Linked DNA regions of Mus musculus: all the other regions are linked to region 2. The links are chromatin contacts, called in public Hi-C and HiChIP or PLAC-seq maps. All regions are on one chromosome and are shown on one strand. The core of a region is the stretch at or near the end of the contact, and the rest is flanking DNA. Distances in the headings are between cores, read along the strand shown. Region 1 has its middle 5.1 kb from the start of Gm5420. Region 2 has its middle 68 kb from the start of Aldh8a1. Region 3 has its middle 21 kb from the start of Gm5420.

Region 1 (4,397 bases), core at 1,004-3,503, 240 kb before region 2:
TAGGCTTGTGTAATCATTTCAGCAGGCTGATGCTTTAATAACGATTTTTAAAATGTGAAATGAAACCCGCAGTTAAAGTTTACTGAAAACATAGGTTGCTGTAATTCCGTTGATAAAAGTACAGAAGTAGAAATGATTGGTGTATGTAGCTGCGCTCGGATCACATGACCCATGGCTTCTAGGGTGCAGCTGCTATCTAACCACCCGCTTCACCTCTGGCACCCAACCTGACAAGCATAAAAAGAGAAACAACACTGCAATGCCCCTTATCTCTTCTCTCTTATTATTGTTTTTTTTTTTGGGGGGGGGGAAGGCGAGCCAACAACCTGCCATACATGACTTATCAACAAACACCATCAATATGACACATTCTGTGACTGACTGTATTATGCAATCACCTCTACATGCCTTTGAAACACCGGCCCACACCCACCACCTCCCATAGATATCTAAAGAGAATTACAAAAGAAATACCCTAGATAAGAGATCTAGTCTACCCTAACTTGGACAGGAGAAAGTTGGCCTCGCCTTCATAAATATGCCATCCATCCATAAATATTCATACGTTCCTCTTAAATCAGCATACAGAATCCACCAGCCTTCTAAGCCCCTTTGGAACAGCCCACTCCATCCCTCTTTGCTTTGCTAAATCTACCTGTGGTTAAACTGCCCGTGTCCCTCCATGGAATTCTTCATTTGAGAAGACAAGGAACAAGTGGCACTGCCCATTGAAGAAATCTGCAAGTTATATTGTCTTCATTTTTTTTAACCATATGTGTTCTTTGATTAGTGTAAATATTGTCTACTCTTCACTCATGTAGAAAATTATTACTTAAAAAAATTCACTGACAAAATAACAGCCTGTGAAATCGTATGGCCTCAACACTTATACCTTAGCCAGAAATTATAGTACATAATTAGCAGCACACACACACACACACAGAGTCACAACCCACTCACTTACTCACACACAATTACACAACACACACACACAAACTCACACACCCACTCACATGCTCACTCACATACACTCACATACACACAACTCACACACAGTCACATATACATTCTCACATAGACACTCGGACACACATACACACATACACACACTCACACACATAACACATACTCACATAGAGATGTTCTCACACACACACACACACACACACACACACACACACACACACACGAAGCAGGAAAAAGGCAGGCAGAGAGAAAAAGGAAGCAAAGAGGAAGTGTGAGAAGAAAGACAAAGGAAGGGAAAACACAGAAGAGAGAAAATAAGGAGATAAAAGAAATTGCTCCCATTATGACTTTTAAATAGAAAATCCCTGCTAGGAAAGACAATAATAAGCCAGCATGAAAACAGAACATAGAAACAGAAAAAATTGTCACCTCTCAAATGTGTGTAGGTACTGAGACCAGAGAACTGTGGCTACACTCTTGCTAACCTTTACCATGAGAAACGGTGAATTCAAAGGAGGCACATAACCTTCCTGAACAGGGTTGGATCGGCCCCATCGACAAAGGTGGAAAGGTAAACAAACCAGGGGGCCAGCCCGGAAGTTGAATGCTTCTGTTGGAATCCAGTTGCACCACTGCCACAGTGACCTTGGCTGTGTTATATAATTTATTTACTCTCCTTTCTTCATGTGGGAACCCGTGATAAAGAATCCAGCAACCCTATCCACATCTCAGGGTCATCTGAGGACCGATGAGATCATCCGTTTGTGACAGCTCGATGAAGGTTGTTAAGCACCAAAGTACAGTATAGCATATGACCACAGTGAGCTTCGAGCTGTTCCCAGACTGGCTGGCAGTTGGAAGTCAGATAGAGAAAGGAGGAGGAGATGGGGTACAGCATTTTTTAAAAGGCAACCTGTTCTATTATCCACAGCTGAATTAAACACACAACACAATACACCACCACCACAACAAAACTCCGTGTGGACTTTTCTCTAAGTACTAAGTTTTATCCAACAGAGCTTAGCAACTGCATCTGAACACAGTGAGCTGGAGCAGCTAAAGATACCAGGGGTATTTTTTTTGGTGTTTTGCTTTTAAGTGGTTCTAACAATCCGTGGAGGAAGAAGGGAAGAAGACACAGGTGGCAAAGACTCGTGTGGTCAGGAGTCCTTGTCATCCCCACTCGGGTACAGACCACCGTGGAGAGCAGCTCACTGGAGGCTGCTACTGAGCGACACCCAGCAAACTAAGAGTTCCAGAACCCGCCTGGTGGCTTCTCTCTGACTAGCGGAGCCAAGTGTCTCCTGTCAGAGGTGGCTGGTTAACAGCGTGAGGGACTCAGGACAAGGACAGATGTCAGGGCAGAGAGGCTGACAGTTAAGCTCTCTGGCCTCTGACAGACAGCAGCTCAAACTTTCTGGGCTCCAGGAAGGAAACTCACATTTTGGAAACAGAAACAAAAGGCTTTCCCCTGCAACTGCTAGCATGTCGGACTGAATTTTGGAGGATTTTAAAAAAGAGCCATTGTTCACCCCCTCCCAGGCCTTAGCAAATCTTTCATCACTTTAAAAAAAAAATATGGTCTTAGCCTCAAGGCTTTGTTTGCATGAGGGTGTATGCTGCCCATGAGTGGAAAAGTCCCCTAAAATTTTCCGTTCTCTTATGCCCCTCCCTCCTTTGTCCAGTCATTCAGGTCTTTGTCTATTGTGACCCTAACATGCACTGATTCTCCACATCAACCTCATTTGAAATTTTAAACTTCAAATGCCCTAGTAAAGAAAAGCCACCAGACTCCTTTTGGCATAGAACCAGGTGTCTGAAGAGCCACGTGACAACTTGCTTCCTTAATTAAGTGATCATATTCATTAGAAGTTACATAGTTAAGTCCTTGTCAAAGATGATACATAGTCAGCAATGGATAGGAGCAATTTTGTCCCTAAGAGGACAGAGTTGTTTTTGTATTGCAGTCCCTTTCCCACTTGCAGTCTCTCCTGGCTTCTGTGTCTGGGGCAGGTGTTGACAGCTGTTGTTCTGTGGTAGGAATGGTTAGAGACACCAGCGATGCTGGGTGGACAAATGTCTTCATCGGGAAATCATGTGTGGGTCTGAGATAGGAAGGGCTGATCTGAGCACCACCCTCCCATCAGTCTCAGACATGGCTGCTTTCCTGGTAGCTGTCCTCCATGGTGAATTCTCTTCCGATCCCGCTGGAGCTTGGCACATACACTCACCTCTGTCTTCCTAGACAGGACCCCCTTCTTATCATTTTCTAAGGAAATTGGTGAATAAAGAGGTTATCTATCGGTGGTTGTCAGTTTTCTCTGAGAGAATGGACCAGAAACAAAAGGGAAATGCCTCTGACTGCATGAAGGAGGAGGATGCTTTGCCTAGGAAAGGGCGGTCCCAGGACGGTGGATTCTGAAAGCCCTGCAGTCATTTACCTCAGAGCATCGGCACAGGCGAGCTGGAGAGCAAGTTTTTGAGTTTTTCTCTTCATTATCATGCAAGAACATTTCACACTGCCTTCTGCCTGCAGCACATTTTTACACTTTAAAGCAAATTCAAATTCTTTGAACAGTATAAAAAAAAAAAGAGAAAGAAATCTTAAAGCTAAACAAAATTTAGTCTCACTAGGAATTGGTTGATAAATAATACACTCCTACTGTGAATATATTTTCATAGTGTTAAATATTTATTTATTAAGAAGTAGCATGTTTCCAAAAACATCTCTTTTGATAATCTCCCCAGTGTGGGACATACACACACACACACACACACACACACACACACACACTATAGAATCAATGCTTTGTAGGTAAGAAGAAAAAAACCTTTCAGGTTCTTAAGGAAAATTGATGAGAATTCCTGGGCACAAGGGCTGCTTTCCTTTATCTCAAACAGGTTTCTATCCTCAAATAATCTACCCCAAGTTGTGTGTGTGTGGTGCTTAAGCTAAACCAGATTTCTGACAATTCCTTCATGTTTCTGAGTAGGGAGAACTGTCAAGAAAGGCTTTAATGATGGAAGGCGAGGGAGACATGAAACACTAACGCATTTAGCTCCCTCATGCTCTTCTGCTGGCCGGCCTCTCCACTGTGAGGCAGGTCCTTGGCTTGAAGCTGACCTGTCTCCCCTTAGCTTCTCCTTCATCTTCTTGGTGCCTTCTCTGATGAGCACACCATAATCTTTGCTCTGAAAAAAAAAGAAAGAAAAAAAAAAGCTGGAAAGGGATTTGCTGTGTGCTTAGTCTTCAAATAGCCAACAAGACCTTGACTTGGCACCACACCCAGTTCCTAGCAAGACATCCATTAGCAGATTAATTGACACCACATCATTTTCCTCATGGAAGAGACGCATATTTTCTCTTCCTAGAATAGAGACTCACTGTGAATAGGCATTTGACTCCTACACCCGCAGTATTTCTGCTAACC
Region 2 (4,223 bases), core at 1,597-4,096:
TCTTCTTTAGCTTGCTAGATGAATAAGGTATGTATCTTATACCTTCTCCACTCAGAGAAAAAACCAGCCAGTTTTATTAGGGATTCAGGGAGGAAAAACCAAACCAAACCAAACCAAACAAACAAAAAACAAGGCAGTGATTTCAAGGGCTCACTCCAGAACACTGAGGAGACAAGAGACTGTTGTCTCTGAGAATACTCCCACATCCATTCGATCTATCCCCAGCAGCACAGACAGCCATCAGCACATAGAAGGGTAAAGAAAACGTGATGTATATGCACAATGGAATTTTACTCAGCCGCATAGAGAAACAAAATTATGGAAATGTTAGGGAAATGAATGGAACTGGGAAATGTTATTTTAAGTGAGGCAAGTCTCAAAGACGAATACCACATGTTCTCCCTCACATGCAGAGCCTAGCCTCTGATTTCCACGTGTGTGTTTTTATGTGAGAACGAGTTGAGTTGAGGCCAGGAAACTACAGAGGTGCACGTGAGAGAGGGAGCGGCTTTAGAGGATGGGCAGTGAGAACCGCAGAAGACGGTGGTGTGCCAGTAGGAGGGACCAGGAGGAGGGTGTGAACAAGGATGCAGGTCAGACGGCGGGATGAGGCAAAGGAACGGGGAGGAAGACCAATAAAACCATGTGTGTGCAGGCACCACAAGAAAATCTGCTCCTTGTATGTAAACTTAAAAATTAAATTACATGTAAAATTTCCAAATATTTTTATTAATTCTTCGAAAATTTTAAACAACGTTTCATGATCACAGTCACCTCAACTCCTCTCAGATTCACCCCAATTACTTACCCACCCCAACTTCATCTTTTTTTTTTTTTAATTAACTCACTGACTCTAATTTGTACTGGCCAAATATTCCTGGGTTTGAGAACATCCACTGTGGTGAGTCTGACCTACTGGGAGCCACACCCTTAAAGAAAACAGATTCTCCCTTCCCCAGAGGCCATTAGCTTTCAATCGCTTTTCAGCTAAGGGTGGGTTCATGCCCTCTTCCCCTTCTGGCTAGAATGTTGACTGGCTTGATCATGTGCAGGTCATGTGCAGTAAGCTAGAGCTGTGTGTTCATGCATACAGTGTCCTTGTCACATCTAGAAGACACAGTTTCTACTGGTCTCTTTCAACCTTCTTAGTAAAATATAAAAATATAATATAAAATATACATTTTATATTATATTTATATTATATATGTAATATGTATTGCATATATAAAATAAATATATAATTAAAATATATAGAGAATTTTTACATATACATATAGTTGTATGTGTGTATGTGTGTGTGCTTTAATTCTAGAATTGACAATAAAGCCAACTCAGCTAAAGTTGTAATTTTGTCCTTGGAAAGGACATTTAAACTTTGCTACAACACTGGAAGTTGATATTTCAATTGCTTTCATTTTACTGTCAGGAAACGGAATCCCTGTGAAGATTTCTAGGCCGCCTGGAGGCACATGACTGCCAAGTTCTTAGTGGCTGCAAAACCCGGGCAGAGACTCACACCCTTTACTACAGCTCACCCCTCCCTGGGGTCTTAGAGCTCCTAGGCTGAGCATAGCCATGAGTTTCGTTTATTTGAAAGACACAAAGTCATCAAGAAAAGCTAGGGCAGGAGGTGCCTTCCCCTGTTGCCCTTGCTGCAGCCCTGGCCATCCCACCGAGTTCTTCGACATCACAATGATTGATAAGCCCTTGAGATGGATCTTCTTTGAGCCGTTTGCAGACTAAATTCCAAAGACAGCAGAAAACTTTGGTGTTCTGAGCCCTGCAGAGAAAGGATTCGTATCTAAAGTTTCCTTCTGTCACACAGTTGTTCCAGGATCCATGTGCCAGGGTCATGACTCCACACAGCATAATGGCACTGGTGGCAGGTCACTTTGCAAGAAGAAATCTAAAGATGAGAGTTTCATCCTGCAGCATACAGGTCTTGTCCATGGCAAACACTGATGCAAACACAAATGGTTCTGTTGTTCACTGCTAAGACTGTGGCTGGTCTTTGGGAAGGTGAAAGAAGTGGGAGTGCATCATTGTGGAATCCATGGAGTGTTTGGGATCTAGGGAGGGCAAGATCTGGAAGAAAATACCCATTGCTGACAGTGGACAGTTCTAACCCTTTTGACCTGCAGGATCTTACCCGCCATTCTTTCTGTAGCTCTGGAAAGTGCCCCCACCCCGTCTGCTCACAAGCTCCTGGAATCTCTGCTTTTCCCTGACAGTCTTTGGCTTTCATATTTTCCTCATTTCCCACCCCCCAAGTCCAGCAGGATTGCAGAGTCAAGGTTATGAACTTAAAACTACATATGAAAAAATAAAGAGGAAAATTAGAACACTGGAAATATCTATTTTGAAGTAGTCGGCAAAATAGAAAACTGTTGTTTCTATATATTGTTAACTCAAAACGAAAGTTATTCTAAATCCCTAAGGGGACTCACTTTCTTTCATTGAGAAATCAATGTATATGATTTAAAAACAATAAAGCAATATGAATGCTGTTTGCTTCTTACAAAGGACTGATGTGGGTGGTGTGTGCACACATTGATCGTCGAGGTCACGGTACAGAGACAGCTTGCCAATATTGCATCAGAAATGAGGGCCGTGCTAGCTTGCCTGCTCCAGCTGCGAGGACCACTCCAGGTGTCTCCGGTGGGAGAGCTCTACCACACAGACCAATCTACGGTGAGAGATGCCTGTGGGCCCCAGCTCAAAGCAAACAGAAGCCCGTGTAGGTTGATATTGACGTCAGCCACACCACTGGCATGACAGCCAGGAGAGCTAATCTGTTTGTACAGATAACCTTTGCTGCAGACCCAGCCTATGCCAACATTTAGATTGGGCCACCCTCAGCTCCTCCACCAACATGACCTCTCACCACTGTGTTTTGGGTGGCCAAACTGTAATGACCTTAGTTGAATGCAGAAAGAGCCAAGCCCTGCAGTCTATGTATCAATGCTAAAGCAAGATGGTGAGGCAGGGATCCCAGCTGTGTGACCATGAAGGAACTAGTCCTGGATCCTCCTCTGAGCCTCGGGTCCCTTGTCTGTAAGCTGGAAGAGTGTGCTAGCACTCACTTCAGGAGAGGGAGCAAGGGCTGCATGGGTGGGCACACCAGCAGAGGCTGGCGTACAGGAAGCAAAAGCTGCCATTTTTACCTTCCCAAACATTCAAGAAGCCTTACCCCTCTCCTCCCTGTGCACACACCCACCAGCTTAGGCTTCCATGTCTCCAGAGACTCATTTATTTGCAACCTTTCATACAAACGGAATAATATAACATGTAGCTTTTCCTTTTAAGAAGATGGAATGGAACCAGAAAGCCTTTATATTTTACAAGGCACAAAGCAGGCTCCACCACCCCTCCCCCAGAAGACCACAGCATCAGCCGCTTCCCCTCACAGGCACAGCCTCTCAGTGGGCTGACAGGAGGAGGCTCAGCCTGATTTGGAGTTATGAAACATTTTAAGCACTGAAGCTCATTTCCATCCCACGGATTACAACAGGCCGTCTGTCCCACAACACTTCCACAGAGGTTTCAGGACGCCCCTCAGGACAGCCTCTCATTACTGGCTAATTATGTCCCCTGCTAGGACATGAATTCCTTCAGCTCTGACCTTCAGGAGGGGCCTTCGGATAGAAATAAGAAATGTTTCTTCAAACACGGGGTAGTCCCAGGCTAAGACTCTCCACGTGTTTACAGCCTAACAGTAGCGAGCCTTGCTTTTAAACACAGTCAGGCCATCTTTTGATCAGGAGAGTGCCATTGAATTACTTCTAGAAAGAAAAACCAAATATGGCTTAGAGAGGAAGAAGTCATGTGGCGTGAAAGCCATTTCAATTTCGTTCCTGATTTGAGAAGAAAGACCGGTATGCTTCTAAGAGTCTCAGAATCTTGCCATCTTCTGGCACGTAGTCCTGGAGATCACTGAGTGGAGGGCAATTGGCCACAGCTACGGGTCCAGCTAGGAATTAAAAACAGTAACAGCCCACGGCCAGTGAGCTACAGAGAGCAGGCAGGAGCAACATAGCACTGTAGACACCGTAGGCAACTCCAGATCTAGTGTTAGGGAAAAGCACTAGGGTTCATGGAAAACATGCTGCATCCAATTACATTACGCAACTGAAGCTTTGGGGCACCTAAGCATAATTTACTATGAAAATTTGTTTTATAGATATTTCCGTGGTAAATTATGGAACTAAATAATTTTATTCAGA
Region 3 (4,472 bases), core at 1,928-4,427, 220 kb before region 2:
TATATTTTTTCCCCGTGACTTATTGGAAGGAGGGTGGATAGCTCCTTTGTAACCTCTAATTTGTGACTCAAACTCAGAATGTTGTCCTATTAGCAGATGGTCCTAAAATGTGGACCAACTCATCTCCAAGTCTTCAACACATGCCCAAGGGGTAGCAGCAGGCAAGGTGAGGGCAAGGTGAGGGCAAGGTGAGGGCAAGGTGAGGGCAAGGTGAGGGTACATTCACAATGCCACCTGAAGCTTTACTGTTTTAGAAGTGCTGAGTGAATGTGTGTGTTTGTGTGTGTATGTGTGTGTTGTGTGTGTGTGTATTTTTTTCTATTTTTCTTTTTCTTTTTATTATTATTATTTTTAAATTTTTATTTACATTTCAAATGTTATCCCCTTTCCCAGTTTCCCCTCCGGAAACCCCCTATCTCATTCTTCCTCCCCCTGCTTCTATGAGGGTGCTCCCCCACCCACCTACCACTCTCAGGCATTCCCCCTAACCTGGGACATCAAGCTTCACAGGACCAAGGGCCTCTCCTTTCATGATGTCCGATTTGGTTGGTGGTTCAGTCCCTGGGAGTTCTAGGGGAGGGAGGTCTGGTTGGTTGATATTCTTGTTCTTCCTATGAGTTCTGAGCCCCCTCAGCTCCTTCAGTCCTTTCTCTAACTCCTCTATTGGGGACCCCATGCTCAGTCCAATTTTTGGCTGTGAGCATCTGTCTCTGTATTTGTCAGACTCTGGCCGGGTCTCTCAGGAGACAGTTATATCAGGCTCCTGTCAGCAAGCACTTCTTGGCATCCACAATAGTATCTGGGTTTGGTGTCTGTATATGGGATGGATCCCCAGATGGGGCAATCTCTGGATGGCCTTTCTTTCAGTCTCTGCTTCATACTTTGTCTCCTTATTTCCTCCTTTGAGTACTTTGTTCTCTCTTCTAAGAAGGACCAAAGCACCCACACTTTGATCTTCCTTCTTTCTTGAGCTTCATGTGGTCTGTGAATTGTATCATGGGTATTCCGAGCTTCTGGACTAATATCCACTTATCAGTGAGTGCATACCATGTGTGTTCTTTTGTGATTGGGCTACCTCACTCAGGATGATATTTTCTAGTCCCATTCATTTGCCTAAGAATTTCATGAAGTCATTGTTTTTAATAGCTGAGTAGTACTCCATTGTGTAAATGTACCACATTTTCTGTATCCATTCCTCTGTTGAGGGACATCTATGTTCTTCCCAGGTTCTGGCTATTATAAATAAAGCTGCTATGAACATAGTGGGGCATGTAATCTACATGTTATACATGGGAGGATAATTTACCTTAATTACTTCCTCACTACTCAAGCCAAGAGTGGATCCTTCCAATATTAAAAGGATAACAGTATTCCTGCTTTGCTTCCTATTCTTGTTACTATTCTGCTCTATAATAAAGAAATCTCTAACCTAGCCCACAACTGAAGTTTTAACATATGGATTATTGGGAATCATCATTCTCTACTGTATAAGTCAGAGGTCAATCTTTAGTCCCAGATTATCTGTACTGGCAAGACTCTTGACATCATATGTCACAGCAAACTCAGGAGCTAATTTGGCTGAAGGACTCTCTCTCATGTCAGAAGATTTTTAATTAAAAGTTTTATTTTAGATGATATCTTCTACTCAAACATAAGGCAAAGAAAAGAAAGACACACAAACTGCATCTCATGGGTTTTGGTGTGACAAGTATTTCTTAAAGCAAAACATTTAGCAATATGCAAACATTTTTGTGAAACTTGTTCCCATTTTCTTTTCACTGTTGTTTGGATGGGAGAAGAGGAAAGAAGAATTCCTTATGATGGCACACAGACGTGGGTTAGTCACTGTGGCCTCTCACATAAACGGCCCCCATCAGGTTCTAGACCGTGGTTTGGAAGATGAACTATCAAGCGGGCAAGTTCAGTACTTTTCCACTTGGAGCCTCTGTGCAGACAGAGTGCCGTGGTCTGGAGTGGAAAGGCCTTGTTCTTACACAGGGAGTTTCATTTTCACTGCTACACTGTTACTGACTGCCTAGGCTCTCTTGGGACTCCTAACTCTATATCCTTCAATGTTTAACATCCTCATACTGTTTTTAGTTAATGATAATGAGAACTAAATCAGTGTGTTCAGATGAAGTTTTGGATTGTTATTGGATGACAGTTTCACCTACAGACAGATAAGTGATCTACTTCTGTGGTCATAGGAGCTGGCCTTGAAAGTCTCTAAAAAGAACCCTGAGAGCTGGCCAGCTTTCGGCACTGAGTATGGAAATGTCATCACGTCAATGTAGCTATAATGCCCACTTCCACTTGTTCTGCCATCAGCATCTGGGCATGGCTTGTTTTATTTTTGCATCCTCTGCGTCATTAAATGATAACGTTTAGAAAAGTCACATTTCATCGTGGCTGACAGTATCTCATGAGCACAGAGCTTAATAAAACAAAGCTGTAGTAAGGGTTTTGGCTTTGCTTCATATTTCATTTCCTGTCCGTGGCTTATTGTTCTTGGGGCTGGGGAGCATTCCGACGTCTTTTAGAATATAGAATTCACTTACGGGCAGCAGCCGTCCATTCACATCGGGCTAAGGGAAGGAAACAAAGGACACTGTAGTTCTCAGCAACACGAACAAGTTCATCTTGTGGCCTTCATCTTCATTGACATTTGGCGTGGGTTAAACTTGAGCTAAAGGGCTTGATTATTCAAAGTTCTCTGACTTTTTCTTGTTTACGTTGGCATTCTGATTCTGAAGTCTGAACCAGACTTTTCCTTTTATCCATTCCACCTTAGACCATGGATTACCAGAATAAAATATCCAGTGAGGTAGAAAGAAAGGTTGAGGCATGTGGGGGATAGTGAGAAAGGTCACAGCTGGCTAGGATTTTGCCATGCGCTGAGTTTTGAAAAATTTGTTACAGGATTTTAAAGTGTATTTTCCGCTCACTAAAAAAACCACTTGTGGAAACTATCGTGGCCGCCGTGGGAAAAGGAAAATGCTGGAAAAAGGAAAATATGCTCACCTCTGCTTCACCTTCTGCATAGAGGGGCAGACAGGACGACTCGCTCGCTCCTCCTCCGCCTATAGAGGAGGAAACAGAGAGGAATCTGCTGGAGAGCATCTGATCTGTTTCAGGAAAGAGAGCAAGGCAGGCTTGGGACCACCCGCGGTCACTTCCTGTGCAGAAGCGGGCTTCAGGCACACACCAGTCAGTGCCGCAGCCTCCCTGGAGCCAGGCGTTTCTATTGTGATGCCTAAAACAGGAAAAAACGGACACGTGTTTATGTGTGCGTCAGATACTTGGAAATCCACCGTTTTCTTGGCAACATCAGGATGTTTGTTTGTTTGCCCATTACCTCCCACCCACGAACTAAACAAATGTAAAGCCAGAGAAACGGCGTTTACAGTAGTTCAGAACGCGGGTCCTTTATGCCAATGTTTCCTTCTTAGGTCAAACTAAGACGTCCTACAGGAAGTAAACGCAGAAAATGAAAACTAAAAATTAATCAGATATATAAATATCTGGCCATGCCTACTATCTCAACATTGGGAGGACCAGGAGTTCAAGGTTATCCTCTGATGTATAACATGCTTGAGGTTCACACAGACTAGATGAGATGCTGCTTCAAAAAAAAATACATGTTATGTATATATGCAACAAAATACACACATGTGCACACAGGAACTAGAAGGTAACAAAGCGATGGATCTGAAAAACGCTTCAAGAGTTATATCGATGCAAATTTAGTCAAGTAAAATATTTTTAAATTAATTAATTTTTTTACACTCCATACTTTATTCTCCCCTTCCCCCGTTTCCCCCTGTCTACCCTCCTACTGCTCCACATTCCACACCTCCTCCCCATCCTCTGTCTCCACGTGGATGTCCCCACCTGGCCTCTAAACTCCCTGGAGCCTCCAGTCTCTTGAGGGTTAGGTGCATCATCTCTGAGTGAACACAGACCCAACAGTCCTCTACTGTATGTGTGTTGGGGGCCTCCTATGAGCTGGTGTATGCTGCCTGGTTGGTGGTGCAGTGTTGGAGAGATCTCAGGGGTCCAGATTAATTGAGCTGGTCCTACTACAGGATCACCCTTCTCCTCAGCTTCTTTCAGCCTTTCCCTAATTCAACCACAGGGGTCAGCAGCTTCTGTCCATTGGTTGGGTGCAAATATCTACATCTGACTCTTTCAGCTGCTTGTTGGGTCTTCAGGAGTGTGGTCATGCTAGGTCCCTTTTTGTGAGCGCTCCATAGTCTCAGTAATAGTGTCAGGTCTTGGGATCTCCCCTTGGGCTGGGTCCCACTTTGGGCCTGTCACTGGACCTTCTTTTCCTCAGGTTCCTCTCCATTTCCATTCCTGCAATTCTTTTAGACAGAAACAATTATGGGTCAGAGTTGTGACTGTGGGATGGCAACCCCCTCCCTCACTTGATGCCCTGTCTTCCTGCTGGAGGTGGGCTCTATAAGTTCCCT

The links. Hi-C and Micro-C count contacts between places; a contact is called where the count stands out from the background. HiChIP or PLAC-seq counts read pairs in DNA pulled down with a chosen protein or histone mark.
Region 1: a Hi-C map of liver shows a contact between it and region 2, with 2.6 times the contacts expected there. The contact joins two enhancer-like sites. A contact is called at or near these places in 2 of 39 promoter capture datasets (the HPC-7 cell line and cranial neural crest), 2 of 484 Hi-C or Micro-C datasets (bone marrow-derived macrophages and liver), 1 of 115 datasets of contacts at active chromatin or transcription factors (embryonic stem cells) and 1 of 9 other capture datasets (embryonic stem cells).
Region 3: a contact with region 2 is called in an H3K27ac HiChIP or PLAC-seq map of hepatocytes, with 3 times the contacts expected there. The contact joins two enhancer-like sites. A contact is called at or near these places in 1 of 484 Hi-C or Micro-C datasets (bone marrow-derived macrophages), 1 of 115 datasets of contacts at active chromatin or transcription factors (hepatocytes) and 1 of 9 other capture datasets (embryonic stem cells).

What each region holds. Positions count from the first base shown.
Region 1 is chr10:21,683,502-21,687,898 of GRCm38.p6, reverse strand. No RefSeq gene overlaps it. Among named protein-coding and RNA genes, the nearest start is that of Gm5420, 5.1 kb to the left of the region's middle. Within about 2 kb of position 2,253, at least 98 of the 459 cell types and tissues checked have an H3K27ac peak or open chromatin away from gene starts, as enhancers often do. A contact at or near this core is called in liver, where this site is marked.
Region 2 is chr10:21,443,079-21,447,301 of GRCm38.p6, reverse strand. No RefSeq gene overlaps it. Among named protein-coding and RNA genes, the nearest start is that of Aldh8a1, 68 kb to the right of the region's middle. Within about 2 kb of position 2,846, at least 23 of the 459 cell types and tissues checked have an H3K27ac peak or open chromatin away from gene starts, as enhancers often do. A contact at or near this core is called in hepatocytes and liver, where this site is marked.
Region 3 is chr10:21,667,871-21,672,342 of GRCm38.p6, reverse strand. No RefSeq gene overlaps it. Among named protein-coding and RNA genes, the nearest start is that of Gm5420, 21 kb to the left of the region's middle. Within about 2 kb of position 3,177, at least 47 of the 459 cell types and tissues checked have an H3K27ac peak or open chromatin away from gene starts, as enhancers often do. A contact at or near this core is called in hepatocytes, where this site is marked.